Regions from separate parts of the Sus scrofa genome. Here region 1 is linked to region 2. The links are chromatin contacts, called in public HiChIP or PLAC-seq maps. All regions are on one chromosome and are shown on one strand. Each heading gives the region's core, a stretch centred on a gene start, on an enhancer-like site or on the middle of the called end of the contact. The rest is flanking DNA. Distances are from core to core; before and after follow the strand shown.

The links. HiChIP or PLAC-seq counts read pairs in DNA pulled down with a chosen protein or histone mark.
Region 1: a contact with region 2 is called in an H3K27ac HiChIP or PLAC-seq map of alveolar macrophages. The contact joins two enhancer-like sites. A contact is called at or near these places in 1 of 47 Hi-C or Micro-C datasets (epiblast stem cells) and 1 of 2 datasets of contacts at active chromatin or transcription factors (alveolar macrophages).

What each region holds. Positions count from the first base shown.
Region 1 is chr3:42,862,164-42,868,086 of Sscrofa11.1, forward strand. All of the region lies in intron 1 of FAM120A (constitutive coactivator of PPAR-gamma-like protein 1), which reads left to right. Among named protein-coding and RNA genes, the nearest start is that of FAM120A, 3.5 kb to the left of the region's middle. Within about 2 kb of position 4,563, at least 21 of the 83 cell types and tissues checked have an H3K27ac peak or open chromatin away from gene starts, as enhancers often do. A contact at or near this core is called in alveolar macrophages, where this site is marked.
Region 2 is chr3:42,575,516-42,581,424 of Sscrofa11.1, forward strand. It overlaps FGD3 (FYVE, RhoGEF and PH domain-containing protein 3), which reads left to right. Exons shown (of 21, transcript XM_021088137.1): 17 at 21-83. Among named protein-coding and RNA genes, the nearest start is that of SUSD3, 18 kb to the right of the region's middle. Within about 2 kb of position 2,951, at least 2 of the 83 cell types and tissues checked have an H3K27ac peak or open chromatin away from gene starts, as enhancers often do. A contact at or near this core is called in alveolar macrophages, where this site is marked.

The sequences.
Region 1 (5,923 bases), core at 3,313-5,812, 290 kb after region 2:
CGGGGTCGGTAGGGGCCGACGGGCCGGCCAGGGGCAGGGTTGGAAGCCCGGGCCGGCCGGGGTCGCTTCAATTCAGGGTCAGGGTGGGCCGGGATCTGGAGTCCGCGGTCAGAGTTGGACTGGAGTCTGGAGTGGGCGGGTGGTCTGGGGTCCGGGCCTGGGTCTGAGTCTGGAGCCCGGGGCCGAGTCCGAGTCTGGAATCTGCGTTTGGGCCGGGGTTGGGATCTGGGGTCTCTGCGGGCCAGGAGCTGAAGTTGGAGCCGGGCTGGGGCCGGGGCCCCGGTGGGGGTCTGGGCCCCGGGGACCGCAGGTTCCTCTCCCCTCCTGGTCTGTCTGACGGACCTGCTGCAAAATGGACGCGCGGCCTGGAGTCCGGCCGGCGGCTGCGAGTGCCCGGGATCTGGGGGCCTGGGTTGCCCCAGGCGGTAGCTGCAAGCTCGGAGGGCACAGTGCCGCCCTTGCTGAGATCCCGCGTATTCCTCCACTCTTTAAAGCTCCTAACGTCAACTTTCATGAGACATTCGTTTTCGAATTTCGCAAGACTTGAACAGCAACAGGTTTTTTTGTGGGAGCAGGTGGGCTGGCTGGCAACAGGAAGGGGTCTCCATCCATTGAGGGTGGATTGAAGTTCTGCCTACTGCGGTCACTCCGGCTCAGCTGGGGGCAGTGACCTGGGCAAGGCCTGAGGAATTGGTCTCTTCTTGAGAACTCAGGCCTGGGTCCAGGTTCCCTGTAAGATGGTAGTTTTTCGAGAAATTGGTTTTTGTGTGCATTAGATTTCAAAGAGCCATAAAGTTTGACATGGAATTCTGTTAGTTCTGTACTGAGAGTCTGCGTGAAAAAGTCTTTGGTTCTGTGTATGTGATGTGAAACGAGTAGCTTAAAAGTCAGGGCGAAGAGAATGTGAATCAGAGTTTCCAGGATTTATTTCTCTGCACAGTGAAGAGTCTGCCACTTTGGGCTGTGCACTCAGGTAATCAGAGCTTCGACTGTCCAGCACTCTGCTGTCCATTTGGCAGAAGGCTCCTCCCTGAACTCAGGCCAAGGAGTGCTTCAGGACCCAGCAGTGATGGCAGAGATTACATGCAAATCAATGACCCTTGACTTGAGTTTCGATTGCTTCCTTTTCCACAGTGGTTCTTTTAAAAATTTTGGGGGGGGCTGTTTTGGTTTTCTGACTGCTGCCACTCTGCCTTCCAATGTGTTTGTCCTTCCTTTATTTCTGCTTGAAACTGTGCCTGATCCCAAAGTTTGTGAAATTCGAACTTCCTGACTGCTCTGCCTGTGCTGAGATGGTGGGGGTTAAGCCTAAAGTGATAGCGGAAGTCCCACCCGCCTCCTGTTGCAATTGGTGACAGGGCTGCTAAGTCTGCCGGTTGAGGCTGCTGCGAGAGCGTGGATTGGCCTGTGAGTGTGGCAGAGACCTAGCCTGCGTCCCTGGGGAAGTTCGGGTGAGAGCCGGGGACTGCCGCTGCTCTGCCCTGGAGCCTGTGCTCCCTGGAAAGTAAAACAGTACTGATTCCCAGGTGTGGTCCACCTTCAGATGATACCTTAAGAGGGTTAACAGTTGTCCAGAGATGGAAATTACTATTGAAAAGACTACGAGCTGTCTAGTAACGTGGCTTTCAGAAGAACACCTGAAATATTACTTAGGATTAGATTCAGTGTGTATACATGGTCGCTGTATCTGTTGAAAGGATGGCTGAATTCTTTTTTTTTTTTTTTTTTTTAATCTTTCCTAGGGCTGCTCCCTCGGCATATGGAGGTTCCCAGGCTAGGGATCTAACCTGAGCTGTAGCCGCCGGCCGATGCCAGAGCCACAGCAACGCGGGATCCAAGCCACGTCTGCAACCTACACCACAGCTCACAGCAACGCCGGATCCCCAACCCACTGAACAATGCCAGGGATCAAACCCGCAACCTCATCGTTCCTAGTTGGATTTGTCAACCACTGAGCCACGACGGGAACTCCCTGAATTCTTTTTTCATTGTAAAATTAGATTGTAAAATTTCTTGATATTTGTGCCTCTGCTCACTGCTCACTTTTACCTACTAAGTGCTCAGAATTTTGACCAGATCTTCCACTTAGGTTTCTGAATTCAAGGTAATTTTGTCTACAATTATTTTGCTTCAGATAGGCTTTTAACTTCTGATGTAGAATTACAATGTAGTACAGTTGTACACTTTAATATAGCAAGGACTCAATTCCCTGGTGGACACTTACCTGGCAGCTCACCTTTTTGGAAAATGCCAAAGAAATTTAAATGAAAGGTCAGGAAGTTTTGGTATTGTGACCCCAAAAGAAAAAAAAAGGCTTTCTCTTTTCTCATTGAAAAATCAGATTTTCTCCCTGTAGACTTCTCTTTCCTTTGGAGATGTAATTCTGATAAACTTAGTTATCTATTTCTAAACGCAGCTTGAGAGAAGGGTGCAGAGGAAAGTCTGCCAGAGGTAGGCGCACCATTAATAGCAAGAAGTGACACTTCACAAGGGAGAAGATAGAAAAAGCTATAAAAAGCACACATAATTCTGGAGCTCCTTGAGAAGAAAGAAAACAACCCTATGTACTTCAGTAGCCCCTGAGGGTGTGGATTCGATGTGTATAAGGATTTTCTTTTTTCTTTTTTTCTTTTTTTTTTTTTTTGTCTTTTTGGCATTTCTTGGGCCGCTCCCGCAGCATATGGAGGTTCCCAGGCTAGAGGTCTACTTGGAGCTGTAGCTGCCAGCCTCCGCCAGAGCCACAGCAACACGGGATCCGAGCCGCGTCTGCAACCTACACCACAGCTCACGGCAACGCCGGATCGTCAACCCACTGAGCAAGGGCAGGGTTCGAACCCGCAACCTCATGGTTCCTAGTCGGATTCGTTAACCACTGCGCCACAATGGGAACTCCATGTATAGGGATTTTCTATAAGGATGATTTAGAGCTGGAATATTTTAGATTCAGCATTCTCTAAGTGAATGTGAGTGAAGCAGTATGTTCTGTTTTTAAAAGATGACCATTAAAATGGTTAAGTGAATTAAAACCATGGTGGCATATTACTCACTACATACTTGTTAGAATGGCTGAAATACATAATACTGGCAATACCAAGTTAGCTAGCAAGAATGCTGAGCAATCGGAATCATCCCACATGGCTGGTGGGAATGCAAGATGGCATGCCACCCTGAAAACTGCTCCTTTGGTTTCTAAGAAAGTTAATGATGCATTTACCATGTGATCCAGCAGTTATACTATTTTCCTAAAGGAACTGTTGTTCACACAAAAACTTACTTAAATGTTCATAGCAGTTTTATTTATAATAGCTCAAACTGGAAATAACCAAAATATCCTTTAATAGGTGAATAGTTAAGCTATGGTACCATGCAAAACTATTCAACAATAAAAAGGGAGAATACACACAACTTGGATGAGGCTTGTTTTGTTTTGTTTTGTTTTAGGGCCACACCCATGGCATATGGAAGTTCCCAGGCTAGGGGTCAAATCAGAGCTGCAGCTGCCAGCCTACACCACAGCCACAGCAACACCAGATCTGAGCCGAGTCTGCCACCTACATGGCAGCTCATGGCAATACCAGATCCTTAACCCACTGAACAAGGCCAGGAATCAAAACAGTGTCCTCATGGATGCCAGTCAGGTTCGTTAATCACTGAGCCACGATGGGAACTCCTGTATTGGCCTTTTCTAGGGTTCTGTAAAGTGGCAGAAGGGCTTAATTTTCTGTCAGTTTTATTTAATCTTTTTTTTTTTTAATTTTTTAATTTTTTTAATACTTATTTCCCCAATACAGTTTTTTTCCTACTGTACAGCATGGTGACCTAGTTACACATACATGTACATGTTCTATTTTCGCACATTATCATGCTCCATCATAAGTGACTAGACATAGTTCCCAGTGCTACACAGAGAAATCTTTTTTAACTTAGAAGAGTGTGTCTTTTCGAGAGAAATAATCATGTTTATTTAGCCATTGGTAGTTGGCCCACGCAGCAGCTAATTTTGTTCAGGTCACTAAACTGCCTGGCCTGGACCCGGCTTTTCTTAGTTACCAGGAGCATTCCCTCTTGTGTGCCTGGAGTCATCATAACTTTTGAGACGTGGTGAGGGACTTATGTTTATTTAAAAATCTTGGTGGCATTAAATCCTTGGAGCTTTCCTAAATATTTCTGCCTTAAGACTTGTGGTGTTGGTGTGCAGGTTTATAATGAAGTCCTTCAGATCTTATCGCGAATCCATGCTCTCATATATTTACTCAGTTCTTACCGGAATTCATGCTTTAAGGCACTGGGAGAACGTGAGGTTAGACTGTAGCCTGAGATTTGGGGATGATGATCTCTGTCTTTGGGAACCTGATAGAGGTAGGGAGGCTGACTTGTAGGCTGCTGGTCCCTTGCCAGGTCCTCTGTCACAGTGCTGTCTCATTTAGCCCTCAGTGTTGTTAACCCATTTTACATGGGAAGAAATGAGATTGCTGATTGAGCAACATCTGGGGCCAAGTAACTGGTAACCTCGGTAACCTCTTCCAGAGGGAAGTGCTGAGCTGAAGTCAAAGTTCAGTTTCATTGTGTAAGAATGCTATGGGGCTGTGCCTACCTGCAGTTCACTCTCTGGTCAGATCTGATAGCAGAACGCCTCTGCTGCTTTTTCCGGGTAGAATGGGTGCAGCACAGTTTCTCTCCAGGAGAAATTGAAAACTACCAATATGCTCTTTAAACCTCACGTTGATTGGGAAATACAGTTCAAAACTGACCACATCATACCTCAAACCAGCTATCCATTTAAAATACTTACTTAAAAATATTTATTTCATTCCAGTGTACCAGTTTTGTGACTGGCTTATTTCATTTAGCCTAATGTCTTCAAGGTTCATCCATATTGTAACATTGTGTCAGAATTTCCTTTCTTCGTAAAGCTTAATAATAGTCTGTTGTATGAGTGGACCCCTTTTGGTTTATGGATACTTGGCTTGCTCCCCGCTTTTGTCTGTTGTGAGTAACAATAGTGCTGCCATGAATTCGGGTGTACAAGAATCTGCTGGAGTCCTGCTCTCAGTTCTTTGGGGCGTGTGCCCAGGAGTGGAACTGCTGGATCATTTGGCAATTCTAGATTTAATTTCTCCAAGAGTCACCATATTGGTCCTCAGGGGAGTCACTGTCCTGGCAGCAACCTGAACAAAACCGTTAATCCAGACTCCTCCTTCAGGCTTTTTTGGACCCATTTTACCTTCCTTCAGTCTCACAATTCCTCTACTGACCTTTTTATTTTTTTTTACTTTGATTTATTTTTATTTTTTGCTTTTTAGGGACGCACCTGTGATATATGGAGGTTCCCAGGCCAGGGGTCAAATCAGAGACGCAGCTGCCAGCCTACACCACAGCCACAGCCACAGCCACAGCCACAGCCACGTGGGATCCAAGCCACATCTGCGACCTACACCACAGCTCACAGCAGCGCCGGATCCCCAACCTCCTGAGCGGGGCCAGGGATCATACCTGCATCCTTGTGGATACTAGTTGGATTCATTTCTGCTTCGCTACAACGGGAACTCCCTACAGTTCTTTTTAAATGCTCCCAACCAGACTGTTCACTGTTTCTTCAGGAAATGTCCATTTCCCAACTTCCCAGCTCTGCTGAAGTTACTCTCTTGTCTTACTACCCAGCTTTTGCTTGTCAGAATTTTACTTCTCCCTCAGAGCCTATCTCAAAATCTTTATTATAGTTGCTTGCATACATATCTTCCTAACTATAAGCTACTTGAGGCCAGGGACTAATTTTATTCCTCTTGTATCTCTTATATGTTTAGTATGGGCACTCAAAAACTCGAGATGTTTTTTAATCTCACATTTGCTTTGTTCTATTTACATAGGTAGACAAATGTAATTTTTTTCTTTGAACACTTGGATCAATGGCTATTAAGTAAGA
Region 2 (5,909 bases), core at 1,701-4,200:
GCTGTGTCTGTCCCTTCCAGATGGTGAACACCAGCTCCGAGGTGCCAGCAGTGGTAGCCAGCGGTGGAGGGGGTGCTGCAGGGGTGAGTGACCCCCAGCTGTTAGCAGGGGTGGGAGGGGGAAGGTAGGCTCAGACCAGGATGACCTGAGGGTGAAGGTTTAGGGGTCAGCCCCCCTACCCCCGTACCTGGGTCCTCACAGTGGTGACCTCTGGGGCAAGCCTGCTGGAATCCATGATGTCAATGGGCAGGTGGAGGTCACAGAGCTGCCTTTTTCTGAAGATGTGTGCTCTTTACCATGGGTAAAATATACCTGGACAAAATATGGATCACGGCAGTGCCCAGCCCTCAGGAGGCTCAGTCATTCAAAGAAGAAAGCTTAGCCTCATGCACTGGGCAGGGGGCCTGCAGTGGTGCTATCGAGGAAGGCTTCTCAGAGGTGGCATCTGACCAATCTGTCAGGCCCAGGAGGTTGCAGGAAGGGTCTCGCTGCAAACCCAGGAGGGGGTGGTGTCTAAGACCCTAACCCCAAGCCTGCCCACTTTCTCTCTGCCTCTGGGCAGTGTGGGTGGGGAAGGCGTGGCCTGGGGTCAGAGAGCCTATGGTCATGTCCCCATCCAGACAGGGCCAGGTCATGGGACTATGCCGAGTCCCTCCTGTTCTGTCAGTGTGGGAGATAAAGTAGGAGGACAAATGTGTGCACCTAGCATGCCTGAGTATCCAGTACAGGGCGCGTCATTACTAACCACTGGGTCTAATAGTTGTGAGGTCTGATGACAGTTGTAACCCTAGACTCCCGGGAAGGTGTTGCACCTGCATCCTGAGAGGGGCTCCTCCCAGGCACCCTCGCTTTGCTCTGTCCCTTAGCTTCCTGGGCTCAGGAGGAACAGGTGGAGCCTGAGCCCAGTACCCCCCACCAAAAAGGACTTTGAGCCTGAAGGGGAACTTCTCCTGTGAGTTGACGCCACCCCCACATTCTTGCCCCGTGCTGCCTCTCCTTCCCGCCCCCCCCCCCTTCTGTCACACCCTTCATCAGGGCCAATGTCCCCTTGGTGGCAGGCACTCCCCAATTGGACGACAGAGTCTGCCTGAATTTAACACCAAATCCTGGAGCTCCTCCTTTTCCACTATAAGGGTCACCCCGCTGGTCACCACAGCCATTCTGGGTTGGTGGTTATTAAGGTCACCCATTTTAGGAAGATGAAATGGGCTTGATGGGTGAGGGGACCTGGCTTCTGGCTCCAAACCTCGTGTGGAACTTGGCCTTCCTGGGCAGGCTGTGAGAGGGACAGCTTTCTAGCTGGCTATGGGGAGTGGGTGCTCCTGTCCTGACTTAGATTTCTGGAAAGAAGAATTAGTCTCCTCCTCCCACACCATCTGTGCTCCTAAATAGCATAGAGCCCCTAAGGGGGCTCCAGAACAAATGTGGCTGGATACCCCCATCCCCTGCTCCATTATAAGAGCAGAAACTTTGCCATGTCACCACACGGCCCTTGACCAGATGTGTTTCTAGGGCCTGTTGGGGTTCAGGGACCAAGTGAGAGAAGGGAATACTTTTGAGTGGCCCTGCTGCCACACGGTGGTGCTACAGGAGCAGAAGGCAGCCTGTTCTAATGCATGTGAACCAAAGTCAGGAAATCTGAAAGCAGCGCAGGCAGCAGAGGTGAGGTGGTCTTGTCATAGCCCCGCAAATTCTCCAAGGAGTTTCCTGCATCGTGGCTCTGTCTGGCCTTGTCTTCCTTCCCGGCCTCCCTCCCTCACCATGCCCCGGCCTCCCTTACTTGGCACTGCCCCAGGGCCTTTGCACCTGCTGTGCAGAAGACCTCACTTATATCTACTCTGCCCCCAAGACCTCATCTGTGAAGCCCTTGAGGCTGCCCCCGGTGTCACTGACAAATGTTCCCCACATGAAGCAGCCCAGCAGCTTTCTGAATCACCAGGCCACAGGGCTGAGGCTGGCAGTGTGTCATCAGGCTCCTTTCTGGAACATCGGGGAATGTCAGGAAAAGTAGTTTACACACTCAAGCTTTGTGCAGATCACTGCCCAGAAAGGAATGATAGGTGGAGTCTTTGCAGCTTTTCAGTCAGCTCCACAGTCACTTGGCCGGGAGTTTCTGACAACCTCCATGACAGCCCTCTGTGTGAAGCACTGCCTCTCCTCGACTCTGCGCTCAGGTCCCTTCTAGCTGGCAGGGACCTGAAGGTCACATGATTAATGTTCTAACCTGTGGAGCAGGTCTCGACCCAAGGCAGCTCCTCTCCTTCGAACCTCACCTTCCCCTGGGTAGGGAGAAGAGAGAGAAGCTGTGTCCAATGCCTCCTGGCCACCCCGGGGCTGGGGGGCGTCTCTGATCAGTCCCTTTGCCAGGCAAAATGGTAGCTGAGAGCCCCTGAGGCTCAGGGCCTCAGCCCAGGCTAGGCTGTTGTCAGCAGACCCTCTGAACAGCAATGGCAAAACCCAGCCAGGGAATGTGCAGGCCACCCCCCCTTCTCCCACCCAGCAGCTCAGGCTTCCTAGGGCTCTGCAGCATCTTCAACTTGCCAAATGCTCAGGATCACAATTCAAGTTCAGGCCTCCTTATCCCAGTCCCTCTACCCACCCCAAGCCAAGCCCAGGCCCTACAATAGACAAACAAGCAGAGTAGCAGACCCACAGCTCCAGCCCCTGTGCAGGTGGCCCGACCAGGGTTTTTCTCATTTGCGTCTCTGGTGAGCACAGATTTCAGTGGTGCTGGGACAGTGTGGTGTGTGTCAAGCTGTGACCATATGGGACAAGTCCAAGACATGCTCAGTGGACATTTGTAGAAAGTACCCAAAAGTGGGTTTTAATTTTGATATCAGAAAAGCTGATCTTTGCTAAAATATGCCAGATGTAAGCTTTTAGAGAGTACGCGTAAACCCACTCTTGTGTGCTGGCTTCCTGATGTCCTCAGACACACATTTTGCACAAGGCCCTCTTTGCTAAGAAAAGCTAACCCCAAACAGGGAAGTTTCGCAGGGGGGTCTTGCAGAATTCAAAGACTTCCGCGTTCTGGGAAAGCTGCATCTTTCTTCACAAGCACAGAAATGTCCAAGTCCAAAAGGCTTCCCGGGGGAGTTCCTGTTGTGGCTCAGCAGGTTAAGAACCTGACTAGTATCCACGAGGATGAGGGTTTCATCCCTGGCCTCACTCAGTGAGTCAGGGATCTGGCGTTGTCGTGAGCTATGGTGTAGGTCACATACGTGGCTTGGATCCCATGTTGCTATGGCCATGGATGTGGCCAGCAGCTACAGCTCCAATTTGACCCTAGCCTGGGAACTTCCTTATGCCCTAAAGCAAAAAAACCAAAAAAAATAAAAAAGGCCTCCCAGGTCTTCATACCCACTGGTTGTCCGGGCCAATCTTTGGGACCTGATTCTTACCTGAATGTTCTTCACTTCTTTATAAGTGAATCTGCAGAAGCGAAAATGCTGAGTGAAACAGGCCCTCAGCACAGACCTCCTCCCAGGTCCACACTCAAGCCATTGGAGCTCTCTGGTCAGAGTCACTCAGCGTTCCTGGGGAAGCCACAGCCCTGCACCTCCCTGGGGAGACTTGGCCCAGGCCTTTCCAGTGACCCTACATCCAAAGGGAAAATCTGAGCCCCTCCCTTTGTTCGACCTATTCTTTATCCTTACTCTTTTTTTTTTTTTTTTGTCTTTTTGTCCTTTTAGGGCCGCAATGGCGGCATATGGAGGTTCCCAGGCTAGGGGTCTAATCGGAGCTGTTGCCACTAGCCTACACCAGAGCTACAGCAACACCAGATCTGAGCCGCTTCTGTGACCTACGCCACAGCTCATGGCAACACTGGATCCTTAACCCACTGAGCAAGGCCAGGGATCGAACCCACAACCTCATGGTTCCTAGTTGGATTCATTTCCGCTGCGTCATGACAGGAACTCCAGACCTATTCTTTATCCTCATCCAAAAAGGAAGTATGATTGGCCAGGAAGACCTGTCCCCTGCAGCGCAGGTGGGCTCACCTCAGCCACCTGGTCACCAGCCCTCGGTGTCAGGAACTGCCTGGGGGGGTGACATCAAGGGCAGGCCTCAGTGGGGCACAGTCCTCAGCCCCGAGGAAGCTGATACTCAGCCTGGACCCTGTCTGAGCATTCGCTCAGCTACTGCCTGACGAGGAAAGCCAGGGTGGGCCGTTCTGCCGAGGCCAGCCCTGAGATGCCCTGCTCTGGGAACTGCCCTGTGACCCTCTGGCCAGGACAGGGGTCCTGTTGACCTTCATGGGCTGAGCTCTTGGACACACACCTCTGGCCCACGGTAGCCTCTCCTCCATTGCGGGGCTGGCCCAGTAGCCTCTGCAGACTCTCTGTGTTTTCAGCAGTTGTGCAACTGTTTTCAGGATCTGCAGAACCAAGGTTCTGCCCTTGGGCTCAGGCGCATGTCAGGGTTTAAAGGCAAGGCAGCGGGTCCAGCCACCCTGTCACCGACCACTGGCACCTTGTGTGGCCTGGGTGTCCTCATGTGGTAAATGGGAATATGACAGGGCCACCGTGAAGGTCGGGGCAGGGCTGAGGGAGGCTACAGCAGACCTTGTGGATGGCCCCTCCCCATCCTGAGAAATGGTCTCAAATAGGGAGCCCTGAATGGGGCAGACAGCAGTGGTTCAGGGCTTCAGTGAGGCTGAAAGCCAGGGCCGGGTGACAGGGGTGGCCTCAGGTGAGATGTGTGGCCGTGGGGAGCGTTGGTATTGCTTGTAGGTGTGTGCCACTCACTCTCCACCCATGGGCTCTGTGGTCCTGAGCTGCATAGAGTAAACCAAGAGGGCCCAAGACCATCTTCCACCCAATGTCCATGGGGTTGGGGTTGCGAGATGGAGGAGGAGCAGGGTGGGGTCTTGGGCATAGCAAGCATCCCTCTCAACCTCAGAGGGGCCAGCCCTGGCCTCACAGTGGTGGGGCCCACAGTGGGAATGAGGAGCAGAGGCAGCAGAGCCGGGAAGCATAGGCCAGAATTTGCACTGAGTCATCCATTAGTGTGCTTGGGCTGCTGTAACAGAGTCCCACAGACATTTATTCTCTCTCAGTTCTGAAGGCTGGAAGTCAGGATCAAGGTTTTGGCAGGGCTGGCTTCTCCCGAGGCCTGTCGAGCTAAAGAAAAACACAAAACATAAGAATGATGAGTTTAAGTTTTATTCAGGACCTTACTAAGGACTATTGCCCAAGTGGCAGCTCTGAGGAACTGCTCCTAAGAGGTGGGGGAGGAGCCAGTACATGCACGAATTTTAGGAAATACATGTAGTCAAGCATACATCATGGTAAAGGATGGCTGCTAATCACAAAGAATAAATACCTTAAGTTGATTTTAGTGCATCTCTGTGTATGGAAAATGCAAGAATATGGGGTTATCAACATTTTCCCCGAAATGTGCATCTAACTCTCTCAGGGCTCGTTTGTCTAATGCACAGAATCCCCTCAGGGTGCACTGTCCCAGTTGATTGCACTGGTTGTGACTTAAACCTTGTATGACTGGATGATGAGTGGCACTCTTTGTTCTTTTTTTTTTTTTTTTTTTTTTCCCACGGCCACAGCAGCAGCATATGGAGGTTCCCAAGCTTGGGGTCAAACTGGAGCTATAGCCGCTGGTCACAGCCACAGCCACAGCAACTCAGGATCCGAGCCATGCCTGTGGCCTACACCACAGCTCATGGCAACACTGGATCCTTAACACACTGAGTGAGGCTGGAGATCGAACCTGCGTCCTCATGGATGCTAATCAGATTCATTTCCGCTGCGCCACAATGGGAACTCCTGTTCTTTTTTTATTCACAGACTCCCTCCTTGGTGTGTGGACAGCTCTCTTATGCCTGTGTCCTCAAGTAGGCTTCCCCCTGTGTGTGTCCGTGTCCTAATCTCCTCTCGTTAGAAGGACACCAG